4 separate regions of the Mus musculus genome follow, and all the other regions are linked to region 1. The links are chromatin contacts, called in public HiChIP or PLAC-seq maps. All regions are on one chromosome and are shown on one strand. Each heading gives the region's core, a stretch centred on a gene start, on an enhancer-like site or on the middle of the called end of the contact. The rest is flanking DNA. Distances are from core to core; before and after follow the strand shown. Region 1 has its middle 16 kb from the start of Ccnl1. Region 2 has its middle 26 kb from the start of Mir8120. Region 3 overlaps Gm34576 (a long non-coding RNA gene). Region 4 has its middle 23 kb from the start of Gm34924.

Region 1 (2,700 bases), core at 45-2,544:
GTTAATTAAAAAAATTTTGGTTGTTCAGTTTTAACTTTGCAAAATAAGAGATTTACTTTTGACACGGCAGTCACTGACTTGGGTAGTAACATGGGCTGTTTCTAAAATATTTTTCCTGATTCTCACCCCCCCCCCCCCCAAAATCTTTTTTGTGACAGCAACTAGGCTAACATTGCAGCTTAGGAAGGACTGTGACATCATACTGAACAATACTCATTTTGTAACTAAAGGAAAAGACTTCCTGAAAACACATCAGAGGGTACTTTGCAAGAAATTTTAGTTGGACTTAGTTGTAAACACTGTAACATTGACCTCACTGGAGAGAAAAGTCCTGCATTGGTGATGGCTATTTTGTTTCTGTCTAGTGGCATACATACTTCAGAAACAGATGTTGCTCATCTACTGCTCCTCCAAACCATCACAAACAAGATTTTTTTTTCTACCAGTCAATAAACAATTTAGAGGTGTTTACATTCCTAAGTTTTTCAGCTACTTTAGAAATGAGTACATTGGAATACGAACAAAATTGCTTTTGGTAGTTCACACTGTTTTCATGTGTATCTTTGGATTCTCAGAAGCAACCAAGTTTCTAGTTACAGTGTTCCCGGAGATCAGTGGAGTGCTGGCTGGATTACTATTTTGTATTTAGATAAAAGGACAGTTTACACCTAAATTTTAAGATTTCAGTCGAGTGGTGATGGCTCAAGCCTTTAAATCCCAGCACTTGGGAGACAGAGGCATGCTAGATCTCTGAGTTTCAGCCACCCTGGTCTACAGAGCCCCAGAGCATCCAGAAATAGAAACACCCTGTCTTGAAAAGAGAAAAAAAAATAAATAAATATAATTGTAGGTACTGTAGTGACTCGTTTATAATGCCAATTTTACTATAGGTAGTCAGCGTGGCTCGGCTTTAAACTTAAAACCTCGACACCTAGACGTCAGCCTATAGTATTGGTAAAGCATGCTATTTTCTAGTGTGTTGTGTGGGATTTGCGGACACTCAGTCCCAACGTGGACTGTGGGAGAGAAAGCTGTTTCTGCTCTCCAGTAAAGCGTTTGGGAACATTCAAAATGCCAAGGCCATGACATCACATGTTCTTTATCTTCTTGATAGGAAAGCTGGTAAATGTTCTGGGGCAAGTGAATTTTGTAAACAGGTCATTACGAAGATATTAACAAGGTTTACGGGAGCCTGGTAAGACCTTCGTCACCACAACTCAATAGGGCACTGGAGAGATCAGGACTGGACAGCCGCACTGTGCCCCAGGGAACTGGGGGAGGCAGGGCAACTCCTTCCCCCCCACCTCCACCCAACTCGCTGACCACGTGGTACCGCAGAGCGGCAGACAAGCGACGTTAGTGTCCCCTGCCCCAGCTAGGAAAAGCCGCGGCTTTTCCGCCAGAGAGCATACGCTGGGACTAACAAGTTTCGGGTTGGGACTCATCCAGCCCCGAGGAGTGTCCACTGATCAGTTTCTGGGAAAGCCAGCAGGGAGCCGCGCTGGGCGGGGGAGAGAACCGGGTGGAGCGGAAGTGCACAAACCGGAAGCCGTCATCTAGCCCCGCCCACCCGCTCGCGCGGCGCCCTCCTCCCATCCTGTGGGCGTGTCTAACTCGCTCTCTGGCTTCTGTCCCTGCGAGCGCTGACGCTGCTCCTCTTCTGGTCCCCGCAGCGCCAGCCTCCTGTGACGCCAATAGCCGAGTCCTTATCCAGTCTGGCCGTGGGCCTCGGGGGTGGGCTGAGTGACCAGTTGCTTCTCCTGTGCCTTGGCCTCCAAGCACTTAAATTGAACAGTTTTTAGAGTTTCTTCAAACTTTAAATGTACCCATTTCTTGTGTGAAACTATTATTAATCCCCTCCCAAGCTGGGGGCTTCCGTTGAAAGGAAACAACAAGAAAATAGGTCAATTAGATGTATTTGGAAACGTTGAGCTGTATTTATGCCTTCCCTCTAAACTGGAGAGAGCGTGGAGGCTTTCTGTAAGAAGGCTGGGATAAGACACCTTAGCCTAGCTTGAAAAGATTAATGTAATTTTTAATTTTCTTTTGGATTGTCCTATCCAAGTATTGCGTCTTGAAAGGCTGGACATGAAAAGCAGCTGAGTTTTAGAGAATAGTTAATTGTCTTAAAAAGGCCAGAAGGCTAATTTAAGTGAACAAAAGCCACCGCCTTCAGGCCAACTTGAATAAGGCGCCTTTAAATAAGCGGTGTCTGAGTGTGCCCCACCCCCACCCAGGCTCTGCCTGCTTTTGTCTTTTTTCTCTTTACTACTGTTATTAGTTCACTTCCTAAATTCCCTTTTGTCTCGACTCCCCTCCCTATTGCCACTTCCTTTGTTTTGTTTTCAACACTATCAGATCTTTGGCTGCTTTCCTGATGATTGAGCTGTCCTTTTTATCCTGCCCTTTAAATCCCCACAAACCTAAATTGCAGGGTTAAAGAAAACATGTTCATAAGGGTGTCAAAAGACAAAGAATTTTCATATAGTTGTTTTGTGTATAAGTCTAGAATTGGGCAACATTTCATCTATAAAATGGGTGTTCTGATAGACGGAGGCAGAATAAGTTAGTTTTATGAAGAATGGAGTGCTGATGACCCGTGAAAGAGCAAACCGATTAGACATTTCACAGTGACTGTTCTTGTAAGGCAGGAGTGGAATTCTGACAGTTGACAAAAACAAGCAGACAAAACCCCCAAAC
Region 2 (2,700 bases), core at 192-2,691, 340 kb before region 1:
GAACACTCCTCCATTGTTGGTGGGATTGCAAGCTTGTACAACTACTCTGGAAATCAGTCTGGCGGTTCCTCAGAAAATTGGACATAGTACTACCAGAGGATCCCACAATACCTCTCCTGAGCATATATCTAGAAGATGTTCCAACTGGTAAGAAGGACACATGCTCCACTATGTTCATAGCAGCCTTATTTATAATAGCCAGAAGCTGGAAAGGACCCAGATGTCCTTCAACAGAGGAATGGATACAGAAAATGTGGTACATTTACACAATGGAGTATTACTCTGCTATTAAAAAGAATGAATTTATGAAATTCCTAGGCAAATGGATGGACCTGGAGGGCATCATCCTGAGTGAGGTAACCCAATCACAAAAGAACTCACATGATATGTACTCACTGATAAGTGGATATTAACCCAGAAACTTAGAATACCCAAGATACAATTTGCAAAACACATGAAACTCAAGAAGAGCGAAGACCAAAGTGTGGACACTTTGCCCCTTCTTAGAATTGGGAACAAAACACCCATGGAAGGAGTTACAGAGACAAAGTTTGGAGGTGAGACAAAAGGATGGACCATCTAGAGACTGCCATATCTGGGGATCCATCCCATAATCAGCCTCCAAACGCAGACACCATTGCATATGCCAGCAAGATTTTGCTGAATAGACCCTGATATAGCTGTCTCTTGTGGGGCTATGCCGGTGCCTGGCAAACACAGAAGTGGATGCTCACAGTCAGCTATTGGATGGAACACAGGGCCCCCACTGGAGGAGCTAGAGAAAGTACTCAAGGAGCTGAAGGGGTCTGCAACCCTATAGGTAGAACAACAATATGAACTAACTAGTACCCCCAGAGCTCGTGTCTCTAGCTGCATATGTAGCAGAAGATGGCCTAGTTGGCCATCACTGGAAAGAGAGGCCCCTTGGTCTTGTATACTTTATATGCCCCAGTACAGGGGAACGCCAGGGCCAAGAAGTGGGAGTGCGTGGGTAGGGGAGTGGGGGGTGTTATGGGAGACTTTTGGGGTAGCATTTTAAATGTAAATGAAGAAAATACCTCATAAAACAAACAAACAAACAAAACAAACGTTTTGTAGTCTCAAGTTTCCTAGTCTTAAATACAGTACACATACGATTTTGGTCCAGTGAACAATGATATGGAGAAGAGAAAGAGTCATTGCCAGCCAGGCAGTGGTGGTGTAGGCCTTTAATTCCAGCACTCAGGAGCCAGAGGCAGGCAGATTTCTGAGTTCGAGGCCAGCCTGGTCTACAAAGTGAGTTTCAGGACAGCCAGGGCTACACAGAGAAACCCTGTCTGGAAAGAACCAAAAAAAAAAAAAAAAAAAAAAAACCAGCCCAACAAACAAAAAAGAGCCATTGCCTTTACCGTGGCTCTGAGTCATTCCACGTCATCCATTATCAATGCTGTGGTTGAACAGATGGATTCCAGCACAACTGGCTTCCCTTTGGATCCAGTCATTCTTTGAAAAGAAGATTTTAAAGCATAAATCCTGATAGAACCTTTGAAACCATTTGGTGTTCCTGTGCATAGATTAAAGAACTGTAGACAATATTACCCACGGATTTTTTTTTCTTCAGCAAGCCACACTCCTTGTGCAAAGGAATGCAAACTATTTAGACCAGCACCATAGAAGAGAAATATAATGTAAACAAGCTCGAGGCACATTTATGATCTTAAGCTTCCAGATAGCCACACTGTAAAAAGCAAAAGGATAAAGTCAAGCTTAATATCTTTTATTTAGTTTGTTACACCCCAAATATTACCATGCTTGCTTATTCACAAGCAATAATCAAGGATTACTGAGCTGCGTGCATTTGGGTTGAGTTTTCAACATGATGTTTTGGAAATATGCTACGTATTTTTAAGACTGGGGATGCAGCTCAGTGGTGGAGTGTTTGCGTGCACCGAGTCCTGCATTTGATTCCTACTACTAGAAAAAGAAAATTCTACTGACTGTGTATTTTACATCAGTGCAGAAGACAGACCCCTGTCTCTTCCTGGTCAGTAGCTACCAGGGCTTATGGCTGCCTGTACTAGATGGTGCACCTTGGAGATGCAAAAGGTTAGAAGATGTGGGCGAGGCTAATGAACTTGGGAGGGAAGTAGGGACAAATACAACAGGTTTGGCACGCTGGAAATTCTTTGATGATCCAGGAAATGGTGATGTTACCAGGACATCAGCTCATGCTGCCAAAATGGCAGCTCTGCAGGTGATTTATTAAGATGCACAAATAACCCAACAGAATGATCCCACTTCAATAAACGTCTTTTTTACTTCTGCTTGCTTGTTTTTTTCTTTTTTTCTCTTTCTTGAAGCAGACTGACAATCCAGTGTAAGGAAAGCTGGGGTGTAGGGTGACACAAATTATGCCCAATGATTATAATCATCTTGCTCTCGTAACCACACCTAGAGCAAAGGATCTGGCAATTTTATGGTGTGGAACTGAAGCAGCCTCCGGCCCCTTGGGGGTAGACACACAAAATAGAGGTTTCTGAGGTGCATTCCTGTGTTTTACAGATGGACGAGGAGGAGGCTGCAGAGAGCCTGAGGGCAGAAACTGTCTGGACAGACCACGCTATCAAAGAGCATTGGAAAGGCTGCTCTGCATCCTGTCCAGTTTCACACACAGTTCCTGGATGTCTCTCTGGGACCCCCAAAGGGCTCTACCACTGGGCT
Region 3 (2,700 bases), core at 169-2,668, 510 kb before region 1:
GATAGTTTGCCTGCCCGTTTCTCTGTGCACCGCATGTGTGGCCAGTGTCTGAAGGGCCAGATATCATATCCTCTGTAACTGCACTTTCAGATGGTTGTGAGCCACCATGTGTGGATGTTTAAATCAAATTCAGGTCCTCGGGAAGAGAGAGCAGCAAACGCTCTCAACCCCTAATCTCTTCCCAGCCCTTAGCAAACATATTGTTTAAAGCCAAAATATTAAACACTGCCTCCTTATTCATCCTTCGTTGGCACTATGATTCCAAATTCAGAGATGAAATAAATGAAGTTAAGAAATTTGTATATGACCAGGCACACTGGTGGCACATGCCTTTAGTCCTAGCACTTGGGAGGCAAAACCAGGCACATCTCTGAGTTCAAGACCAGCTGGTCTACAGAGTGAGTTCCAGCCAGGGCTACATAGAGAAACTTTGTCTCAATGGAGGTGCAGAGGTGGGAAGAAAGTTGTGAGTCCTGAAGCAAATATGCCCTAGAACTGTGTGCTAATCTCAAACCCACACAATTTTCTCCACTACTTCCTTTCACATGCCAGAAACTGAAATATGAGCATTACTTGTTACCAAAAAAGGCAAAAAGCACAGACTTTGGAATCAAATATAGCTAGGTTTAATTTCATTCTGTTGTTTCCTACCTATGTGGCCTGGGAAATAGGTCTCAAGTAGTTTCTCTTATTTAGAAAATGGGAGTCATAATAGTCTCCTTGATGAAATTGCTACGTGAACATAAAAAAGAGTTTGATACATGCAAATGTTACCCATATAATTATGATGGCTTTTTAACATTAATTTTAAATTTCAGATAATGGCCAAGAACCCAACAAATGAAAGGACTAAAATATCCAGTTACTATTAGAATGACACAAAAAAATATAAATTAATCCTTTTTATAAATTTTCACTGATACTTTCTGTAAATTTTTATTAAAACTTATTCTTGCCAGGACAGTTAGGGGTGAAGAGCTGGTGTGACCCAACGCTATGAGTTTGCATCTCAGTGGGTGCAAAGAAAGGTTTGTTGTAGGAGCAGGGACACAGTGGTGTGTCTGGGCAAACAGACTCATACAGGAAAAGATTCCTCATTCCAGGGGAGAGGAGCACACTGGAGCGTGTTCAGCTGAGGTCATACTTCATACACTGTATGTTCAAACTACGGCAGAACGTTTACTGTTACAAAGAGCCAAGCTTCACTCTAGGTAAGCGAAAAGTGGTGGGGTGAAATGACTCAGCAGTTCTCACCAGTTGCTTTTGCCTCCCCTGGAGGGCCCTGACCTGAAACAAAAGCTAACTTGGACAACTTGACACAAGCTGGGACCATCTGGCAAGATAAAACCTCAATGGAGAACATACTTCCAAATTGGCAGGTTGACAGGTCTGTGGGGCATTTTCTTGATAAATGATTGATGTGAGAGAGCCCAACCCATTATGAGTGGTGGCTCCCCTGGGCAGCTGGTACTATGATATATAGGGAAGCAGACTGAGCAAGTCATGGGAGCAAACCAGTAAGCAGCATTCCTCCATGTCCTCTGCTACAGCTTCTGCCTCCAGGCTCCTGCCTTGGGTTCCTAATCTGACTTTCCTCAGTGATGAATTATAAACTGTAAGCTAAAATAAACTATTCCCTCCCCAAGTTGCTTTTGGTTGTGATGTTTTTATCACAGCAACAGAAAGGCCCTTTAAAAACAAACCATAAGGCAGTCTGTCCCTGTGAGCAAAGGTGGCTTTTGAAAGCATCTACTTAGCAGCTAACAGTGACAATGGGGAGGGGTTGGGGGAGGGGTTGGGGGAGGGGGGGGAAGACAGTTTAATTATACAACATGTTAGAAGGTCAGTGCCTGGAGAGAACAGAAGGAAGAACAAGTTTTGGTCTTATAGAAAACGCCCGTGGCAGGCTCCACTAAGACAGTGAGATTATGTTACAGATCTTGGAGTTCTTCCATGACTAGATGTCCAAATGATACCAGGAAAACTGGGGTTCCCCCTCTTAGGCTTCTTAATCTCATTGATAAAAGAATGTAAGAATGAACTCAAGCAGACGCCCAAGGTCAATTTTATTAGTACTAAAAGAAAAACTCCCAAGGGAGGCAAGCTGTAAACCTTGTAAACTCCTTAAGAGGAAGAGAGTGGAGAACAGAAGGGAAAAGGAGAAAGAATGGAAAAGAGAAGGGGGGAAGCTATGCTACCGGAGTTACCAACATGGAAGCTTGTCTCCTGGCAACAGGCAGCCATATGGTGGAGACGGGGACTTTAGAAAAACAGGAAGGAAGCCTAAAGTGTCAAGAAAAGTACTTGGGTTTTGACCAACATTCAAACAACAACAACAACAATCAAGAAACAGGAAAGTTGCACTCAAAAAGGTGGACAGACCCACCAAAGCTCACAGCAAGTCATGGTGGTCGATAGGATCTATGTGAGGGCAGGAATTCATTAAGGGAAGAAAAGGTATAATATCTCTTTTTTCTTTTCTTTTTCCCCCCCCCCCCCCCCCCCCCCGTTGGTTTTTCGAGACAGGATTTCTCTGTATAGCCCTGGCTGTCCTGGAACTCACTCTGTAGACCAGACTGGCCTCGAACACAGAAATCTGCCTGTCTCTTAGTATTTCATCAGAAGATTAATTATAATTAATTTCTTTTGCATGACTTAAGGTGAGCCTCCCTCCCTAGGGGTGGCCCCTTGGCCTGTTAA
Region 4 (2,700 bases), core at 122-2,621, 370 kb before region 1:
AGCAGTTTCTCTAAAAGACATTGAACTGGTTTCTGACAGTGAAAGGCATTGGCTAATGAGTGTCCCTGACCCCATGGTGCTGAGACTAGCAAGCTTGTTTTGGGTTTATTTTATTGTTTATTTTAAGACAATTCACTATCTTTTATCACTACAAGGGTGGTCAAAGGTTGCCACCCAATTAAAATTACAAGGTATTAAAAGATAAGTAGCCCCCAACATTTATGTGGAATGAAGAACAACTTAAAATAGGTTTTTAAAACCTAAAACTAGGTCTACATATGCTATTTGGACTCTCCATAATGTGACTCAATGTATATAAATGCTGAGAGTTGTAGGTTTTCTGTTCTTCACTTTGGAGAGACCATGATTCTTCATGGTTGGGTAAGGAAACCAAACTTTGGGAATTTAAAGGATGGATGTGGGTGGTGGTAAGAATTGTATGGTCTTATTTTGGGACAGAAAGTAAGATTTGGCTTCACCTTTATTTCTTCTTCTGCCCTTTGTTATTACTTCAGTGACTCTGGCTGTCACTGTCTCCTTCCCTTGTGAGAGAACAGAAGAAACTTGCCATCAGTTTCCTGTCTGAAGGGGGCTTTGGCCCAAGAAGTCCTCTTATAGAATTGTCTGGCTTGCCTTTTTCTCCTCATCATGTTCTGTAGTAAAGGTTTTTGAAAGCCAGGGAAACAAAACTTCTCCAGCTTATCTCCTGAAGACAGAAAACATTCGGTTGCACCACGCTGTGAACACTTTAGGGCTTGAGTCTCATTCCAGAAGCATGGTGAGCTTCGCTACTTAAGATAGAAATTTCCCCGCTGTGTTCCTTCGGCAAGCAAACGGAAGATGTTGTGAGATCCTGAGCTCTGTGTAGACTCTAGCTTTTAATGCTCAGCGGTTGAAACTGCTACGCAAGAAGTCATTCTATTGGGTGTTTGGAAAAGATCCACTGAACAGCATCTTCCTAAATACGGTTGAAAGAAAGCAGGTTCCAAGTTAACAAGGTCAAAGCATGCTTGGAATGAGGCTTAATCAATTGTTTGGAAGCTACCACTTGCTAAACAGAAGGCTGAGGTTCACTGCATTAGTAGCTTCAAGGGTTCCTGAAACCCTCTGGATGTGATGACAGATGTTCAAGAACTTAATGCTTCTTGAGTGTGGTGCTGGTCAGATGTTGTAACTCAAGCCAGGTGAGTCATGTAGCAGCACATGACTGATAGGCAACTTCTGAACATTCTCAGCTAGGAAAAAAAAAATCTGACAATTTACAAAAAAAAAAAAAAAAAAAAAAAAAAAGAGGCCTAGTGGTACTCACAGTCATTCCACAAACACCTCACGTTGTGAAAGTTTCGGTTCTCAGTGAATGAGACCCTTGTGAATGAATGATTTTCTACTCCTGTGACTCATACTACATAAGACTATCTGTCATAGTTCTATTAACAGTCATACTGTGTTCTCTGGGATAAATATATATCCATTTAATGAGGGCATGGAGGAATGTGCAGCATTAAACAAATCTTATAGTAAAAAATACTCCTTGCCATCTGCCTGCTTTCTGGAGGTGGTTTTATTCTTATATTATTGCTGTTTCCTGTATCTTTTACTCTCAACGCCCCGCACTCTGGAAAGATTACTCATCCTTAACTTGAAATAATCCTTTAACTCTTTCACTGCCCAGCATCTTTTAAGCTTCTCCTAACTGAAGGAATGAGACACTCCACAACCAGGCACATAAAATTGAAACATACATAAGGCAATTCTCCCTTTTAAAGCCACCATTGACTTTATGCTGAAAATTACATGTCTGATAGATAACACCTCACTTACTATGAAAATAGCAATTTCAAATAGGTGATCCTAATTTTCTGTCTTTTTCTTCCAGTGTTTCAGTTCTGTATGTGTTATCCATTTTGATACCATCTGCAGCTTTTTAAAGGTTCTGGAGTTCTTAGTTCTTTATTCTTTTGTGTTGCAGGTTGGGAAATTTCTATCTGATCATCTGCAAATTCACTAGCTCCTTCCCTCACTGTTATCAGTAGATGTCCTGGAAGGCCAAACTCCTGGAATACAGGCCACCGACATCTCAGGGTGGGTCAGAAAACTCTAGGATTTCCCCTCCCCTATACTCTATCACTTCACAACAACCCTTTAATGGGTTACAATGGAAAGAAATGTAGGCGCCAGACACTGTCTGAGGGGCAGAGAGAGCCAAGGCTAAGAGAGGAGTTAGGAACAAGGGCACTAAAATATCTGAATCATTTGGAATTTATACAAGCTCTACGTGAAGTTCTGCTGTAAGCCAGATTAGTAGACATGCTCATTAAAGGCTTGTTTTACCTCAGAACCTACTATAGGTACAACCAGGTACCTGGTGTTTAGCCAGAGATTTCAGGTTATACTAAAAGAAAAGAAAAAAGAAAGGAAAAAGAAAGATACACTGTGAAGATATTCAGTAGCCACCAAAGCCAGCTTTAGATATGACATAGATGTTGGAATAACCAAAGAACTTAAAACATATTGATTAACATATCAAGGTCATTACTGGAAAAATGGACAGCATGGACCATCTGGTTAGTAATGTCATCAAAGAAAAAACTTGGGTTGGAGCAATTAAGAGCACTGGCTACCCTTATAGAGGACCCGGTTCCCAGCACCCACATGGTGGCTCACAACTATCTGAAACTCCAGTTCCAGGGGATCTGATGC

Evidence for each region. HiChIP or PLAC-seq counts read pairs in DNA pulled down with a chosen protein or histone mark.
Region 2: a FOXA1 HiChIP or PLAC-seq map of pancreatic cancer cells shows a contact between it and region 1. The contact joins two enhancer-like sites. A contact is called at or near these places in 2 of 115 datasets of contacts at active chromatin or transcription factors (embryonic stem cells and pancreatic cancer cells).
Region 3: a contact with region 1 is called in an H3K27ac HiChIP or PLAC-seq map of embryonic stem cells, with 4 times the contacts expected there. The contact joins two enhancer-like sites. A contact is called at or near these places in 6 of 115 datasets of contacts at active chromatin or transcription factors (the NIH/3T3 cell line, astrocytes, bone marrow-derived macrophages and 1 more).
Region 4: a FOXA1 HiChIP or PLAC-seq map of pancreatic cancer cells shows a contact between it and region 1. The contact joins two enhancer-like sites. A contact is called at or near these places in 2 of 115 datasets of contacts at active chromatin or transcription factors (bone marrow-derived macrophages and pancreatic cancer cells).

Annotation. Positions count from the first base shown.
Region 1 is chr3:65,973,272-65,975,971 of GRCm38.p6, forward strand. No RefSeq gene overlaps it. Among named protein-coding and RNA genes, the nearest start is that of Ccnl1, 16 kb to the left of the region's middle. Within about 2 kb of position 1,295, at least 437 of the 459 cell types and tissues checked have an H3K27ac peak or open chromatin away from gene starts, as enhancers often do. A contact at or near this core is called in embryonic stem cells and pancreatic cancer cells, where this site is marked.
Region 2 is chr3:65,632,375-65,635,074 of GRCm38.p6, forward strand. No RefSeq gene overlaps it. Among named protein-coding and RNA genes, the nearest start is that of Mir8120, 26 kb to the right of the region's middle. Within about 2 kb of position 1,442, at least 24 of the 459 cell types and tissues checked have an H3K27ac peak or open chromatin away from gene starts, as enhancers often do. A contact at or near this core is called in pancreatic cancer cells, where this site is marked.
Region 3 is chr3:65,468,098-65,470,797 of GRCm38.p6, forward strand. All of the region lies in intron 2 of Gm34576 (a long non-coding RNA gene), which reads left to right. Among named protein-coding and RNA genes, the nearest start is that of Gm34576, 20 kb to the left of the region's middle. Within about 2 kb of position 1,419, at least 24 of the 459 cell types and tissues checked have an H3K27ac peak or open chromatin away from gene starts, as enhancers often do. A contact at or near this core is called in embryonic stem cells, where this site is marked.
Region 4 is chr3:65,602,335-65,605,034 of GRCm38.p6, forward strand. No RefSeq gene overlaps it. Among named protein-coding and RNA genes, the nearest start is that of Gm34924, 23 kb to the left of the region's middle. Within about 2 kb of position 1,372, at least 39 of the 459 cell types and tissues checked have an H3K27ac peak or open chromatin away from gene starts, as enhancers often do. A contact at or near this core is called in pancreatic cancer cells, where this site is marked.